Regions from separate parts of the Bos taurus genome. Here region 1 is linked to region 2. The links are chromatin contacts, called in public Hi-C maps. All regions are on one chromosome and are shown on one strand. Each heading gives the region's core, a stretch centred on a gene start, on an enhancer-like site or on the middle of the called end of the contact. The rest is flanking DNA. Distances are from core to core; before and after follow the strand shown.

Region 1 (3,147 bases), core at 316-2,815, 150 kb after region 2:
GGTTTCTGCCTCTGTTCACAGCGTGGGCTTGCTTCTGCCTGCTGGCACAGCACGGGGCCACCAATTCTCTTGCCACACTGGCCCTGTGCCCAGCACATGGCTGGCAGAAACAGATGAATACTCCTTACTTCAGCATCTTGGTTCCTCCTTCACAGCTCACCTGCAGTGATAACTGGGAAACAAAGTCCAGAAGTGGAGAAGGACATGGCGATCCACTCCAGTGTTCTTGCTTGGAGAGTGCCATGGACAGAAGAGCCTAGTGGGCTCCAGTCCATGGGGTTGCACAGGGTTGGACAGGACTGAAGCGACTTAGCAGGCATGCAGGCACGCCAGGTCCACAAGGGCCTCGGTGTGTCTTACTGGAAGATTGTGATCCTGGAAGCTGGTTCTCAGCCCAGCCCAGATGGCCTTCCTTTTGCTCTTAGTTTCTTTCCTTCCTTGACATGTACTGAGGCTCAGGAAATGGTTCTTCAGGCTGGCTGAGAAGAATCTGAGGGGCGGGGCCCAGGCGGGGTTGCGGGGGCGGGCGGGTGGGGGCAGGTTGTAGTGGCTGGTTATGCTCTTGAACTGTTTACATAGCTCCTGGGGACCACCATGGCTCACAGGGAGGGAGGCAGCTTGAGACCACCCCCTCACCTTCCAGTCCTCTCTTGGCCTTGCCCTCTGGGCTGTCCACCAGGATGCGATGGGGCAATCCAGGGTATATATGCCATGCCCGCGTGAGGGTCGCCCCCAAACCTCCATCGCAACAGGGAGATCCCAGAGGGGTGGGAGGCCACCTCGGCCACCCTCCCGCAGAAGGAGGAGCCTGACTCTGACGTGTTTTGATTGGCTGGGTGACATGGTGCTGGGAAGGGCTTCCTCCACTTCTCGGCTCATTACTTTGGAGCTCCAGAAAACGGAGGAGGGGTTAAGAGACGGGTACAGGAACACCCACTCTAGAACGCTGGAGGCTCTGAGGCTGGGGCCTTTCTTAAAGTTTATTCTGGGCCCACCAGATCCCAGAGAGCCAGCAGTTCCCTGTTGACTCTGGGGCAGGGGTCGGGGGCTGGAAAGGAGTTGGAGCGAGAGGAAGAGGGTGGGCTCTGGGTGGAGGATGAGGAGGCCTTCTGAAGACCATCTGGTCATCTCGCCTCAGCTCTGCAGCCCGACCCGGCGCTCAGAGAGTAACTCCGGGCGGCTTCTCCCTCCTTTAGCTTTCACATGTCTCCTCCCTTTCCCTGAGCCAGAAAGATCTAGGCGGCGCCGGGTCCCGCTCTCCTACCCCGAGGTGGCCCCTTTCTGGGGGCGCCAAAAGGGCCTCAGGCACCCCGAGGTCCTGCCCTTGGTGCCCTCGCTTGGTGGGGGTGGGCGCTGTCTCCGGGCGGGGGCCACGTGACCTCGACCGGGCGGGGGGCTTGGCCTTCCCCATATGAGCCCAGTGACTCAGGCCGCAGCTGTTCCCCCGTCACATGAGGCAGGCTGGAGGCCACTCGTCGGGGGAGGGGGCTGTGGCTGGAGCCGGGGCGGAGCCGCGCGCCGGGCGGGGCCGGAGCCAGGGGGTGCAGCTAGAGAGCCCCTGAGCAGCGGCGGGAGAGCAGCACACAGCCTCCGGGAGCCCAGGTGAGGCCGCGGGACCCTAGAGGCTGCGGCGGGGAGTGGGGAGGGGGTCACGGGTCGCCCCCAGCTCGGGGGCTCGCCCCAGGCCTCCGCAGATCTGCCGCGCTCCCCGCCGCTTCCGAGGCCCCCGCAACTTTTCAACTTGGTGAAGTTCGGGAGGCCCGGGACGGGCTGGGGTGCGGGGACGCCGGCCGCACTTCTGTTCGTCGGTGATCAGAACCCAGGGGAAAGGTCTCGGGGGTCGGGCTGGGGCTGAGGAGAGTTTTCCGTGACTGGTTTAATGGAGAGGGGTGTTTAACACCTGGAGGCTGGAGGGCCGAGGGTAGGCGTTCGGTCCTGGCCGCTGCCAGCGCCCTCGGGTGGGTCCAGGGCCCCGCGAGGCCGCGGGGCGGGGTCCGGGCTGGGCTGCGGGCGCCCCCACCTCTCTTCTGCGGGTAGAGGAGGAGGCTGGAAGACGTGGATCTGACCGCGGGTTTCCGGGTGGGAGGGGCCGGGAATGGGGGCGGCTCAGGGGAGGTCTCGAGGGCCGGCGGGGAGCTCGGAAAGCGAGATCCCGCCTCGACCGGTTCTGATCCCCCCGCCCGCCCCTCTGCCCCAGGCCAGGCAGCCATGGCGGTGGAAGGAGGAATGAAATGTGTCAAGTTTCTGCTCTACGTTCTCCTGCTGGTCTTCTGCGTGAGTGGGGAGCGGGGCCGGCGCGGCGCGCTGGCAGGGTGCGGGGCGACCTGGCTCCGGAGGGATGAGGGGTGAGCGGCCAACAATGAAGGCAGCTGGAGACCAGATGTGGGAGGAAAAAGCCCGGGCTACAGCCGAAGCCAGCGCGGCCGTCCCTTCCTCCAGCTTTCGGGAAACTTTGAGGCTGGTTTGGGCCGACAAAGGCCGGTCTCCTTCTCCGTAAGCCCTCCGGGCCCTTCCTGTCTGGTGACCCAGCCTCCTGTGATATGGGGCAGTGGGGCAACCAGCCAACTGCCTGTTCTGATACTATCGCAGCTCTGCGCCTCGCCTCTGCTCCCCGCTTCTCTGTTCTTTCTCTCCCGCCACTCCTTCATCCCTCTTCATTCCCTCATCACCCCTCGCGGCCGCTTGGGGTGGGTAAGGGCTCTGCCCATCTCTATCGCTCCAGTCCTGGGCTCCTGGCTTGAGAGGCTACTGTTTGTACAGGGAGGGACCGGCCACTTTGACCCCTTTAAAACCCCTCCCTTCTCCCAGGCCCAGGAGGCCTGAGGAGCCCTCCTCACAGCTGGTGAGGATGTGGTCACTGATGAGGATAGTGAAGGCAATTCTGGGAGCCCTGGAGGCGCATAGGAAGAGGCTCAAAGGAAGCATTGCTCTTTGTGAGGCATGTGTGTCCTGGGATCAAGGCTTACTGGAAACTTCTCTTTTTTTGCATTTGGTGAGAAATTGCTTGAAGGAAGGTGTGGTTCCTCCTGACGGCTTTCTCCCAGAGAGCCTTGAACAGTTTGCCTAGCCCTCACTGTGGGGCAAGGATGGGTCAGCCTCCTCCCCCACTGTCAAAAGTTTCCTGGAGGTGTGAGAATCCGTCTCTCT
Region 2 (2,731 bases), core at 101-2,600:
CGTACGGGAGAGAAGGCAAGCTGTGACCCCATAAAACTTCAGAAGCTTTATTTCAAAGCTTTAGTAAATTCCTAGTCAGCCATTGCTCTCAGCTGGTTTTTGTTTTTTTTTTAAAGTGGGACATGCAGCCTAGTGTTGGAGGTGGTCACTTTTTCTGTTGGACATTAACCTAGGCCAAACTGGGGATTTGGAGGAAGATAAAACTGTTGATGAGGAAAAAACAACACGGGGGGTGAGGGAGGGCCGGGCAGACACCTGAGGAGGGGAGAGGAACCTGTAGCCGGCCCCTCCCAAGCTGCGGGGGAAACGAGTTTAGCAGGACTTAGCCCTGAAGGAACAAGAGCTGCCGAAAAAAGCGGGGGAGGGAGAACATTTGGGTTCCTCTAAAGAAAAGGGAGACACGGGGCCGGGCAGGGCTGCAAAGGGAGTGAATGTGCGGCTCGGATTATTGGCGTTTTGCCCGGATTTGGATCCCCAGAGCGCTGAGACTTGGCCGAGGTTAATTAGAATACTAATTGGGTCCGCCCAGCAGCCTTCACCTCACCCTCTGACCCAGGGGCGAGCCCGAGGAGGTTCCCGGGTCGAAAGCCAGAGCAAACTTGGGCGTCGTCACTTCGCCGCCCGAGTCCCTGGGGCCGCCCCAGGGGCAGGGCCAGGCCGGGGCTATTCGCCCCGCCCGCCCACCGCGCCTTCTCAGCCGTAGAAGTCGCCGGCAACCCTGTAGCTGCGGGGACAAATGACCGACAGGCAGCGCCCTCGGCTTTGCACGTCTCTCTCGCGCGCGTCTCTCTCGGGAGGGTTGAGCTGAGCGGCCAAGGGCAATCGGCGCGCGATTTCTACCTGCCCACCTTCTAAGAGAGGGTCAGTTGGGGTCTTGCGTTCGCCCCCAACACTGGTGCGCCCCAGTGCGTTCCCGGAGTTTGCCTGCCCCGCCCCGTATCCCCAAGCGGCTCTGGAACCTGGGCGCAGGCTAGGACCTGAATATCCTTTTCCTCATTTACTAGCCTTCCCTCTCCCCCGCCTTCTGGATGCAGGTGGGCCTTGCCCCCTTTTCTCCCGCAGGTCCTAGACAGACGAAAGAGTGCCTGTGGGATAGGGGCTGTGCCTCGGAACTTCTCTCGGCGCCCAGACAACTGCTAAATACGCAGCAGGCGCCCAATACTGGTATCCATGGCAGTAAAAGAGGCTACAGCTCTTATTTTATTTTAGTCTTCAGCTTCTTTCCGCCTCCTTCACTTCTGTCCACCAAATGGTGTACTCTCCCTTTAAGACTAAAATGGTGGCTTGTTACGATCAGGACTCCACTTCCGGTGGGGAGGGGGGCGGGACCCCAGCCCGCTCACGCCGGAAGTGGTTTGCGTTTTCAAGATGGCGACTCCCTATGTAACTGACGAGACCGGCGGTGAGTGCGGGAGTCGCGGAGCCGCTTCTCCCCGGGCTCTCGGGGCAGGGGTTCGGACTTAGAAAGGGGTCTGTGCCCCGCCCATCCCGGGGCCCCTCCTTTGCCCCGCCCTCCGGACCGCCTTCCCCATTCATTCTCTCCTACGGGGGTGTCACCTGCGCCCCCTTCTGGTCTCTTGTTCGGGGGTCTCCGCTTCCGGTTACCCAAGCCCTGGGGTCCTTCAATGCTGGTCCTTGATCCAGGACCCTCACGAGCCCTTAGCTTTTCTCCAGCACTTGGAGCTCCCATATCTCTTTTGGGTTCTTCAGCTTGGGGGCGCCTCCACTCTCAATTCCCTCCAATTCCTGATCCCCCCCTTTTCCCCTCCCCCATCTCTCAGTGTACCTGCTTTCTACCCTACCGGAGCCCCTTTTAAATACTATTTATCAAAACTGTATCTGTTGGAGACCTCCTCATTGCTACATAGTTCTTTTTCCACTCTTCCTCATCTTAATTGTTAGTTCACTGAGGTCCAGAGGTGTGAGGAGAAGAGGAACCTAATACAACTTTCAGCTGGAGTTCTCTCCTTGATAACACCACCCATCACCCTTCGGTACCTTCTCTGGTGATGGTGATAAGAGTTGAGGGATCTGAGGTGGTAGAAGGTAAACGAGAAGGTGTCTAGTGGCCTCTCAAGTCCTCTGACAAGTTTATAGAACCCACTATTTCTTCTAGTCAGAGAAGATTTTCCATCTTGGCTGATTGAGATGCTGAAGTGTCTGCTGTGTATGTGAGGTTGATATGTTGAAAATTGGGAATCAAGATTTTCATTTTGGCTATGCCCCATCCTAATTGCCTCATCTTTAGGAAAAATGTGCGTATCTATTCAGTGACAGTCGAATAAGATAGTATATGTGAAAGCAATTTATAAAATGCTGTGCAAGGCAAGGAGTTACTGTTTTTTTGTAGTCCTCATTGTGTATTTGTAATAGCAGTGAGTGTGTGTGTGTACTTTGGTACATGCAGTCTGTTTTAAAATATACGTTTATGCCTCTTGCTTTTCTTGTTTTCCATGTTACTTCTCAACCCACCTCTCATATGGTATCTAATGACAACCCAAGTCTCTGCTACTTCTCTGCAACATCACCTTTCAAAGTGGTACAAGTTCTCTTGCTCTCTACATAGTAGGTACTTCTTCAATTTGCCTCTTTTGATGTGTGCTTTGAAAATATTACTCATTGTCCAGTACATTTCTATTTATTAACTGTTTTTTTTAAACTGATTTAATGAAAATTCAGATATGACATCTCACCTTACCCTCCCAAGAGGTATCTTCTGTTCTCATGTGAC

The links. Hi-C and Micro-C count contacts between places; a contact is called where the count stands out from the background.
Region 1: a Hi-C map of skeletal muscle shows a contact between it and region 2, with 4 times the contacts expected there. The contact joins the promoter of CD63 here to the promoter of PYM1 in region 2. A contact is called at or near these places in 2 of 11 Hi-C or Micro-C datasets (liver and skeletal muscle).

What each region holds. Positions count from the first base shown.
Region 1 is chr5:57,527,394-57,530,540 of ARS-UCD2.0, forward strand. It overlaps CD63 (CD63 molecule), which reads left to right and starts at 1,566. Exons shown (of 8, transcript NM_205803.1): 1 at 1,566-1,602; 2 at 2,198-2,274. The coding sequence starts at 2,209. LOC101903534 (a long non-coding RNA gene) reads left to right here. Exons shown (of 3, transcript XR_234608.5): 3 at 1-515.
Region 2 is chr5:57,377,586-57,380,316 of ARS-UCD2.0, forward strand. It overlaps PYM1 (PYM homolog 1, exon junction complex associated factor), which reads left to right and starts at 1,351. Exons shown (of 3, transcript NM_001102344.1): 1 at 1,351-1,402. The coding sequence starts at 1,369.